3 separate regions of the Mus musculus genome follow, and regions 2 and 3 are each linked to region 1. A link is a contact called in public promoter capture Hi-C data. All regions are on one chromosome and are shown on one strand. The core of a region is the stretch at or near the end of the contact, and the rest is flanking DNA. Distances in the headings are between cores, read along the strand shown. Region 1 holds the start of Entpd6 (ectonucleoside triphosphate diphosphohydrolase 6). Region 2 has its middle 27 kb from the start of Cst3. Region 3 holds the start of Rspo4 (R-spondin 4).

Region 1 (3,528 bases), core at 408-2,907:
GGAGGTCCACCTCCTGTCAGGTAGATGCGGGAGTCAGAGAATGTTAGAGGGCGAGCGAGGAGGGGAGGCTAGATCTCAGAAATAGGCTCCATCTGATTCAAACTGGCAGCTGCCAGATCTTTTCAGGTTTGCATTAAAAGACAGGAACCAAGCTATGTGGGAAATGACTGCTGCACATGCTACACATGTGTCCAAAAATAAAGCATATTAACAAAGCATCATGTATTTCTCCTGGTAGTTGTAGAAAGAAAAAAAAACACATATATCTATATCTATATCTATATCTATATGTATATAGATATAGATATAGATAGATGAACAGTCCGGTGAAGACTGCCTCCTCCTGATTCTTTTGCAGGGTGCTATGCCTGCATGGGCCAGTAGGTTCTTCCAGACCTAAGTACACAGAGAGAGAGCTGTGTAACTCTCAGGTTCGTTCTGTCCATGAGGCTCCAGATGGGACTCAGATACACACCATCTTAGTCTACACTTCTTCCAGGGCAGGAGAAGGGGGGCGGGCAATATTCAGACTTACCTTTATGCTTGCTGCATTATTTTCAAGGACATTGTTAAAACGCTGGTAACAGGGATGGGGAAACCTCCCCTCAACGCTAGGTATTCAGCCCCCTTCATGGCTCTGCAGCACCCCAGGAGAGATCCTGTAATCACATTCCTCTGCCTCTCCCTAGGGAAGCTCCTTCCTCACTGTCTGAGAGTTTCCTATTCTGGCTATGAGCATTCCCTACGCCCCTCACCACACAGGATCTGCAGAGACACAAAAGGACCAGGTATTTTCAGGTGACTGATTTTTTTTTGGGGGGGGGGGGATATACTCTCAGGGTGAAGGGCTGTGTCCACTGTGACCTACTCAGCAATGTTGTCTCAAAACCAATTACTTCCTGATGCTTTTAAAATAAAAATGTGTTCTCACTGACTCCCTGTCCTACATTCTGGGTGTCTACATCTGGACCTTTCTCTCTCCTTTAACCTGAAGCACCTGTGGCCACACACCAACTCAGGTGGAACCACCCTGACCCCTGGTAAGTTCTTCCATGTCACCACCGTTCCCACCTTCCACACAATCAGAACACAGGGTTTCCCCGGTTTCCTGAGCCTCCCAGTTGGGCTATCCAGTGCAGAAGGGGAGGCGCCTGGGCCTGGTTCTGCTGGGGGCGGGTCAGCACAAGCCAGCAGAATGAATGGACGCGGCAGGGCTGTGGGCTACACTCGGGCAGAGACCCCTGCTGCTTGGCCTACAGCATAGCTCACGAGTCCCACGGTGTGTTGTAGACGTGCGAGGGCTACGCAGCAGGGTCGGAAAGACAGCCAGTTGAATGGACCGAGAGCGCAAGTGACCCCGAGGCCTCCCCCCGGAGCTGTCTCCGGGCCCAGGGAGGTATCAGGCATTGGAACTGCACCACGGGGAACCCCGTCCCTCGCGCGCGTGGGGAGACCAACCGTAGTCAGTCCTCCGGGCCAAGCACATTTCGCTGGCCCCGCTTACCCTGCACGGCTCCCTCGGCCCCGCAGGAGAGGTAGTGGCGTAGCCGGAGGCAGACAGCGACCACACACCGCGCGCCCAGCTCTCCAGCGCCGGTCCGCGTCAACAGAGCCTTAACGCGTGGAAGCAAACCCCAGCAGACGCCGAGAAGCTGTCTCCGCCTACGTGCACTTTGCGTCACCGGGTGGGCAGGACGGCGTTGATGCGCGTGTGCCATGGCGTTTGCCAGCCACGCAGGCGCAATAGCCATGTGCTCTTTGGGTGTTTATTTTTCTTTCTGCCAGTAGGGGGCTCTGGAGCTCCTGCTTATCTTGGATCCTTCTAACAAGTCCTGAGGTGTGGGAGGAACAGAGCCTTGTCTTGACTAGAGTAGGAGTTACTTCAATCTCATCCATCACCTCGTCCTTCTGTAGGCTTTCCTCCTGCATCCCTCCACACCCGAGTTGCTTCTTTTACTTTCAAGGGAATTCGTGATAGGATATGCATTCACAATAGAGAATGCGGTGCTATCAAGCGTCCTTTATCCTTGGCCATATTTTCTGATGTCTTCCTAGAAGCCACAAGGTTGTCAGCTCCTAACTGCAGCGAGACTCTGGATGTATGTCCCTAATTCATTTGTCTGAATATCTCCCAAGTTGTCTTTTCCCCACCGAACCAGGACTCCGCTTCTTCCTGCCCACGTGATGGCATCTATACATTGGGGTGCAGGACACTGGTCTTGTTCCTGGAGGACATCCCTGTCTATCGGCTGGGAAAGCCTAAAAGCAAGGATTTCTAATGAAAAGATGGGGTACTCAGGGAGTGAGTGGGTGGATGCTAACCACAGAGTGCGGGGATACTGTGTGAGAGTAGGGTTGGCAATCGCTATTAGTCCCGCGAAACTATTGTAAACAGCATGTGAGCAGCTCATTGGACCTTGCCTTGTCTCACTTTAATAAAACCACCAAGATCTGATTACAACGGAAGTCTATATGGTCTCTTATTTGGCGGATCTTAAAAGCTCTCCCCTCCCCACTTCCCTGGCTGTTTTGTTGTACATAGCACTACAGCATCCCAAGGACTGACTATCTTGCTACTCACTATGGATGTGCTGTGGGAGAGAGTCTTAGTATTGGAATTGGCTATGATAAACTATATGCTCTTTGAATACAACTCCAGAGATACGACTCAATTTTCTCTTCAGTTATTGTACTAATTAACACTCTTACAAATAATGTGTGAAAGCATGGGTTCCCCACGTCTTCAACGGTGGAGTCCTTCCAAACGCTGGGTTCTTTGCTAACTTGTAGTAGAAAAACTGCACCTCACAGTTTTGACTTAATTTTCTAGTGTTTTGAAGTTTGTTCGTGGACCTGTAAGGACCCTGCTTCTGTCTTCTGCCTTCACATCTTTTACCATCTTCTCCACTTTCACAATACTTCTCTCAAATTCTCTAGAATTTTTGTCTTAGTTTTTACAAGTGGTCATACTCACTACTTGGAAAGCTATTCTCTCAGGCATTTCCTTTTGTAGATCTTTTCTCACTTTTAAAATAACATAATGCCACCTTCTCAGACTGTTTCATTTACAGTGGACCTCTCCGAGCTATTCTCTACCATTCTTTGTGTATTTCCTTCACAGTATAAGTCATGCCCAACAGTTTGTTCTCTGTTTTACTACTGAAGTGTAAGCTTCCCAAGAGCAAATGATGTCATCTGCTCTGAGCAATAGTGCTTGCCCAGCACCTGGTATTTGCATATAAGGAGCCTACAACCTGACCCTGCCTATGGTATAGACATTCTAATGGTAGTAAAGAGATCCCATTATGACTGCCATTTCTTTGCAGTTCTCTTTAGTGCTTATGACAGCCAGCACAATCTAGATGGCAAAGGAGATAAAGGCTAACTTTCCCAGAAGCAACTACAGCCAAGTTCTCTGTTGTCTTGGAACAACCTTCGGCAACATCTTGAGCAGGAGGGAGCTTGAGAAAGAGTTCTTATTGAAACAGTGTCTTCTCCAGTGCTTTAGTTCAGAACATTAAGAGTCCT
Region 2 (3,528 bases), core at 415-2,914, 1.8 Mb after region 1:
TTCTGTGCTGAAACCATCTGTCCTAAGGCTTTTCTTTCACTGGAAGACTTTTAATGACTATTTCTATTCCCTTCAGGGTTATAGAACTATTTAAATGCTGTACCTGATCTTGACTTAACTTTGATAATCTGTAACTATTTAGAAAAATCATTCATTTCATTTAGATTTTCCAATTTTGTGGAGTCTAGGCTTTTGTTGCAAGACCAATGATTCTCTGAATTCCTCATTATCTGTTGTTATGTTTCCCTAATCATTTTTGATTTTCTGACTTGGATCCTGTCTCTCTGTATCCTTTTCATTAGTTTGTTTATGGAGTTTTCTATCTGTTGATTATCTCAAAGGACCAACTCTTAGTTTTATTAATTCTTTGTACTGCTCTCTTAGTGTCTAATTTATTGAATTCAGTCCAGAGTTTGTTTATTTCCCTGCAATCTACTTCTCTTGGATGTGTTTGTTTCTTGCTGTTCTACACCTTTCAGGTGTGCTATTAAGTTGCTATCTTGAGACCTCTTCAATTTATTTAGGAAGGTGGTTGATGCTCATAATGTGCTTCTTAATACAGCTTTCATTATGTCCCATAAGTGTGAGTATGTTTTCCCTTCATTTTCATAAAGTCCTACAAAGAACACAATTTTTATAGACCTTAAAAGAACAATTCTCAAATTCATATGGAAAACTAATGAACCCAGGGATAGCCAAAGAATCCCGAACAATAAAAGAACTTCAGGAGGAATCACCACCCATGACATCAAGATGTGCTACAGAGAAATAGTGATAAAAAAATACATGGTATTGGTACAGACACAGACACATTGATCAATGGAATCAAATCAAAGACTCAGACATAAAATAGACATTTGATTTTTGATAAAGAAGCCAAAACCATACAAAGGAGAAAACAAAACATCTTCAACAAATGGTGCTAGTCTAACAGGATGTCTGCATGTAGAAGAATGAAAATAGATTTTAACTTTAGCCACTGAATCAAAATGGCAGTTTTAACACATTTTTATTAGAGTCATTATAGCCTGGCTGGATGCTGTCATGAGATAATACTATATCAGGTTCACGTGGAAAGAATTCAACCACTCTGGGAAAGTCTCTGGCGCACTCACAAGGGCATGTTCATCGTATAAGTACATATTCGCTGAGATGTGTATTGAACGTCCATCATCTTTCAGGGTCTGCGCTAGAAATAGACTCATTATAGGAATGAGATGAGCAAATCGTGGTCTTCACGGGGCTTAGAACCAAATACTATCCAACAGAGAAAAGAACTATCAGGAAATGTAATTTGGGACGATGACATTTAATCTAATCTGAAGGAAGATAAAGAACTAGATATGAAAACGCAAAGAGAGAAGTGGATTTGGGGAAAGAACCACACATGCAGAACCTTAAGGGGGGGAAACCCTACCCATCCTGAGCTGAGTCTTAGTGCTGGGCCGCATCCTGCACCTGGTGATAATGACCACAAGAGGGCAGACTTGGACCACTGGTGATTTTTCTGCTCCTGGCACTCCCAGTCAGCCCCAATTCGCACTGGGGGTGGCTTCTGGGGTAGACTCGGTGTCCTCAGTGAGAGACAGAACACCTAACATAAATGAGCGCTGTCCTGCGCCTTGGGGAACCCCACACCACACACTATCCTGGCTGCTGTGGACTACCTAGTGACACTGGGCATTGACCAAAGGTGACAGCAGATGGCAGCAGCTTCCTTTTCTACAGCACCAGTCTCTATTTTCCCAATTTTAGCTGAAAGTCTTAAAACTATATTACCCAGAATGAAGATAGGGGTGAAAAAATGGGCCTCAGTGAGAAGAACTCACAACAGGTGATATGTGATATGTGAAACCCTAAGCTTGGATGATTTCTGACCTCTCCTCCTCGCTCCGTCTTTATCTCACATCTCTGCTTTCTCAACTCTTGTCTTTATGTCTTCTTAGGACCACTGGCGTGAGTATAATCAATTTTCTTCCTTCCAGTATATGATCAATCTGGGATGGAGTCAGGTTATATAGTTAGGGCCAAAACTAAGGTTCATCATACACACATTCTCATTCAGCTCAAGTTCATGTTTTGTTTTAGTTTGGCTTTTTTCTGGACTGGGATCCTATCTCCCTTAATTCTGCCTGTCCATGATGTTTTCTGTCTGAAAATACCCTGTCTACAATTCCTTTTCTCCTGGCCCATGCAGCCAGGGGAAAGCTTCCTTTTCTCCATGTGCTAGAGCATTTGTATGCTCCCTCCTGGCATTCTGGGTCCCCACTTTGGATCTTCCTTATTCTTGGGCTGCACTTTACAAAGCTCATCAAAATAACAGTAAACAAAAACCTAGCTATCCGTGGTGGTTATGTTAGCAATGACTTTCACACTCAAGAGCTGATTTATCACAATGCTGGAGCCTTACATGCAATCACAGGGAGCCTTACATGCAAATTAAACCTTGCTTCTGATCCAGTCACAGCAGGCCCTCTATTAGACGGCCAGGGAAAGTGCTTCCCTCTGGTATAGGCAAGAATAGCTGTGGTGTCTCCCAGTGTTCACTAGTTTGTGACAGTAAAACCTCAGATACAAAACTATTTCAGATACTCTGGCTGAGGCTGCACCTTCAGCATTCAAAGAGATCAGCTGTGGTGGCTGTATACTTACTTAGCTCAGTGAAGCTTCAATGCATTCAAAGTGGTCTGCAGACAGTGTCAGACAGACATCTGGCTCTGAAATGGAAGTGCTTCCAATCAAGGATTGGCAGTAAGAAGCCAATAACTACTAATAAAGGTGTCGAGTTGCTCCATTCCCCACTGTCTTTACTTATGTACAAAAGAAAAGTCCTGCTAACAAGAACTTGACAAACTTAGGATTTAAGACAATTTGTGCAGTACTAGCAGAATGAGTAACACCTACTCAGTACCCCTGAAAAAAAGTGGGTCTCCCTTCATCTACCTCAATACTACCAAAGTAATTCGCATATTCAATGGAATCCTTCAATATAATGACACTCTGGAAAGCAATTCCTAAACTTCCTATGAAGGAAGGCACAAAAAACTATGAGCAGTCAAACCTTCCTCAACAAAAAGCACAAAAGTAGGTCATCAACCATACCTGTCTTCTATTAGGTCCAAAGTAGGCCACCCAACATGGCAGTCCTGATGAAAGTGTCCTAAACAGAAGTATGGCTTCTCCACAAAAAAAGGAAAAAAAGAAAAAAAAAAAAAAAAAGCAGAGCATCCACCAGTCCTTTGCCTTTGGGGATTGGTCCTGAGACATGCATGGGCTGGGGAACTTAGGGACAGGACTTCCTCCTGGGAAAAGAATTCATTCATGCTTCTTCCAGCCTCACTCACTATCCTTGGTACAAGTAGCTGCCAGCACATCCATATCCTTGTGTGGATGTGGATGCCTGTACAGGGCAATGATTACTCTGTGTGCACTTGCTTCCTGGGGTTACTAACTCCGGTTCCCTTCCAAGCTCCATGAGGAAATCCTAAGACAGGCAGCCACTACCCTTCATCTGGGAGGAACCATAAA
Region 3 (3,528 bases), core at 536-3,035, 1.1 Mb before region 1:
AAACTGGGATGATTAATAGTATCAGGCCTCACGGAGCACCCGCATAGGCAGCTAATGCTCTACATCTTAGCTATGGTTCCCCTGATGAGTGGGAGACTGAAGTTTATTGCTTCCATCTTAAAGACAAGTTGGTGAAAAGATTGAAAACATCCTTTCAGAGTGGAGTATCTGGAGGACTAATGGAAAGGATCTCATACAGGTAAAACTGAAGTCTGAGGGTCTTCCCTGAGGTCACTCAGATAAAACCTTCAAGGAGGGCCACAGATCCAGCTAGGCTGGCTCCAGTACCTGGGCTCTGGACAGCGGGGTGAAGGCCATTCACAAGCTTTCACCTTCAGGACCCCCAAGTCCCTGCAGCCTACCCGAGGTCCACCTACACCTCTATCCTCTCTGCTCTTTGTCCAACTCCCTTAACAGTTTCCCTAGGCCACGGCCTGATATTCCACCCCATACCTACTTCCCCACTGCCCCTGTGTTCCCTGCTTCCTTATAGGAGCTGCAACATCTGCGAAAGGCTTTCCACGCAGATGGACTAGAAGTCCCTATGGGTAAGGCCACTCTCACACACCCTACCATTCAGTATTCCCAGACTCAGGCTCTCAGTCAGAGAGCAAATCAGAGCTCCCACCTGCCCGTTGGACTGCTCAACAAAGCAACCTGCATGAATGTCTGGTTCCTGCTCTATAGAGTGAGATAGCCACTGTCATTAGGGCATCATAGGGGACCTAGGAAACAGTGTGTGTCTCACTCTTGGCATGGCAGCCAGCCTTTGGTAGTTGATGCACAGACAGGCATCCAGAGTCCTGGGGCCTTCCCTGTTCAGACACAGGGCTTGCTGGTCCTCTTGCCCTCCCAACACCAGCTCAGGTTCTGTCAACTCCAGCTCTGCAAGGGCAGTCTCACCTCACCTCCAAAATACATCTGACTGTGGCACTGAGGAACTGTGGCACAGACCCCAATGTTCACAGGGCCCAGGCGCGATTAGAGTCTCAGGTTCAAGTTTCCTTAGTGGCTCCAGGAGGTCCCAAGGAAAAATATCCTAAGATTCTGAGAGAGGACAAACTTCTTCCAGGTCATCCCCAGAAGACTTCAACTTGAACACAGGTCTCAGTCATGCTGATACCACTAGAGAGGCTTACCCAGATTAATTCTGGGAGTGTGGGGGTTGTGACAGCAGGGGTCAGGAGCAGTGATAGAACCCCCGAACCCCACATGAGCCCTGGAGTCACTGATCTTCATCCTGGCCCAGCGTGGATGCCTGGGCTGGCTTCTAAGTCACTAGCCCTGTCTTCTAGTTCATTGTTTCCAAGGGTGGTTCCTTGGGTTTTTGGTGTCTGTGGAGTTACCCTTGGGACACTGCTGGGAGGCTGGGGCCAGTGAGCCCGACCTCTAGTTCCCTCCCAGTAGTGCTTCCTAGGTCCAGGTTGTCGACAACTCCCCGTTCCGACCCTGAGTCAACAGTCCAGGCATCAGGCACCAGACAAATACCCATATCCGCTGGGCTACCACGAGTCTGTCTTGTAGTGCCTACCCCACCACCAGCCCGGCCACATCTGTACCTTGCTTCTTCCTTCGGTACAGGGCGAGCATGTCCACTGCGTGGGCGAGGAGCAGCAGCAGGCAGAGTGGAGCCCGCATCTGGGCAGCCTGGTGCTCCTGGCTCCCCGACGGCCCGGCAGCCTCTGTGCGGGGGACAGCCTGTGGCGCGCGTTGAGCATCCGCGGGTCGCTGGTCGCTACGGCCACCAGGGACCCGCCGGTGCGCCCAGGGCGCGGTGGGTCGAGTGAGGGCGTCAGCGCGGCCGCGCGGCCGGGGCGGGGAGGAGTCGGCGGCTGGGCGGCGCTTAACCCTCGGGGGGCCCTTGCGGGCGCAGCCCCACGCCCCTCGCACGTGCACAGGCCGGCTCTAGGTACACAAGCGCACACGCCGCACTGCACACTCACCCGGACAGACCCTCCCTCTGCCACTCTGGTCTTCCTCTTCCTCCTGTCCCCAGGACCGTCCTGGCTTGTTTTTCTGTTTATTCCCTGACTGCCTCACCTCCAACACAGGACTCTTGCCAAGCGCATGGGCCTCTCTGGCTCACTGTTCCGACCTGGCTAGCTTGGGTTCTGTGGTGTCTTGCCCTTTCCATATCTCCTCTGGGGTTGGGGGACGAGGGTAGGCGGAGTGGGGGAGGGGGGAGTGTGAGCAGGCTGCTGCTCCACTCTGTTGCTTTTTCTTTCTAGTTATCCCAAACACTTTCTGGTTGTAGCCTCTGAGCCTTTCCTGCTGCAGCCTTGGGGAGACCCTACTCTTTGACCCAGTGTCCAACACCGCATACTTTGCTTACCAAAGGACCTAGGACCCAGGGTATATTTCTTCCAGCCTTATCTCCAGGATTGGGTTGTTTTTTAACCTTTTCAGTGCCAAATTGCTCTTCCAATAAAACAATATTCTCCTGCCTCCTGTTACCCTGTGAACCAAGCCCATTCGCAGTGAAGCTGCCACAGAGAATGTTTGAGAGCCACGAACTTGACTTTCTGCTAAATACATGCATAAAAGCTTTAGAATAACGAACTTTCTCTTTTGACTAATTGTTCATTCGAAGGGGGAAGGGATTCGCAGAGAGACCAAGTAGTTTGCCCAAAACTGCACAGCAGCTCTATAGCCTTTCAGACGCGTCTCAGCTCAGCACACAGTCTCATCACCGAAGGGTGGAAGAGAGCCTTGGAGACCCAAAGGACCGTCTCGCTTCCTGTTTGCTACAAGTGTGACTTGTAGATAGAGAGAGGTCCTGAAGCTGCGGTCCTGCCCACTTATTCCTACACCACCAGCCCACCAGCACACACCTACCTCTGACCAGCCAGGTTCCGATGTCCTTGCTGTCTGTCTTCTCCCTTTCAGCCCAAGTCTCCACCTTCTCACAGTAGTTTGCAAGCTTTTCAAGCCTCTTATATGTGGTGTTTCTTTGTTGTTTGTTTGTTTGTGTTTGGTTTTGTGAGACACTGTTCTTGTGTATCCCAGGAACTCATTATGTAGATAAGGATGACCTTGAACTCCTGATCGTCTTCCCTCCATCTCCCAGGTGCTACTGAACAGGTCTGTAATACCACTTCTAGCTCCCTCTTACATCCTGAGCATCTTTTGTCTTGGCCTCTCCATGGATTGGTGGCCTAATTCCATTCCTCCACTGACTCTTTCAGAACCCAGTCATAATCTGACCCTCTTCCAGGGTTTTCTCTCTTTTTCTCAGTCCATACCTCTTCTGGGTATCCATATTTCCTCTTAACACATTGGTAAACATAGATATTTCTGTTTCTCCCTTTGCCCTAGTTATCCATGCCCCCCCCCCTTGGTTCCCATTCTTCGGGTACAGGTCCTTTACATGGCTTTTGCTATGACTCTGTCTAGAAAATTCTTCCATTTGTCCCCCTAGAACTTGGCTACAGCATGGCCTCCCCCCCCCCCAGACCTTCTCCCGTCACTGCAGAAGTACTGGACACTCATTCTGCTTGCCACCTCACTCTCCTCTTCTCTTTACAGAGC

What was found. Promoter capture Hi-C pulls out the DNA fragments that hold promoters and counts their contacts.
Region 2: a contact with region 1 is called in a promoter capture Hi-C map of 3T3-L1-derived adipocytes, with 6 times the contacts expected there. The contact joins the enhancer-like site here to the promoter of Entpd6 in region 1. A contact is called at or near these places in 7 of 39 promoter capture datasets (the 3T3-L1 cell line, 3T3-L1-derived adipocytes, embryonic stem cells and 3 more) and 1 of 115 datasets of contacts at active chromatin or transcription factors (astrocytes).
Region 3: a contact with region 1 is called in a promoter capture Hi-C map of stem cell-derived epiblast-like cells, with 4 times the contacts expected there. The contact joins the promoter of Rspo4 here to the promoter of Entpd6 in region 1. A contact is called at or near these places in 2 of 39 promoter capture datasets (liver and stem cell-derived epiblast-like cells).

What each region holds. Positions count from the first base shown.
Region 1 is chr2:150,747,210-150,750,737 of GRCm38.p6, reverse strand. It overlaps Entpd6 (ectonucleoside triphosphate diphosphohydrolase 6), which reads right to left and starts at 1,657. Exons shown (of 14, transcript NM_172117.5): 1 at 1,505-1,657.
Region 2 is chr2:148,900,532-148,904,059 of GRCm38.p6, reverse strand. No RefSeq gene overlaps it. Among named protein-coding and RNA genes, the nearest start is that of Cst3, 27 kb to the right of the region's middle. Within about 2 kb of position 1,664, at least 44 of the 459 cell types and tissues checked have an H3K27ac peak or open chromatin away from gene starts, as enhancers often do. A contact at or near this core is called in 3T3-L1-derived adipocytes, where this site is marked.
Region 3 is chr2:151,841,184-151,844,711 of GRCm38.p6, reverse strand. It overlaps Rspo4 (R-spondin 4), which reads right to left and starts at 1,785. Exons shown (of 5, transcript NM_001040689.1): 1 at 1,560-1,785. The coding sequence starts at 1,638.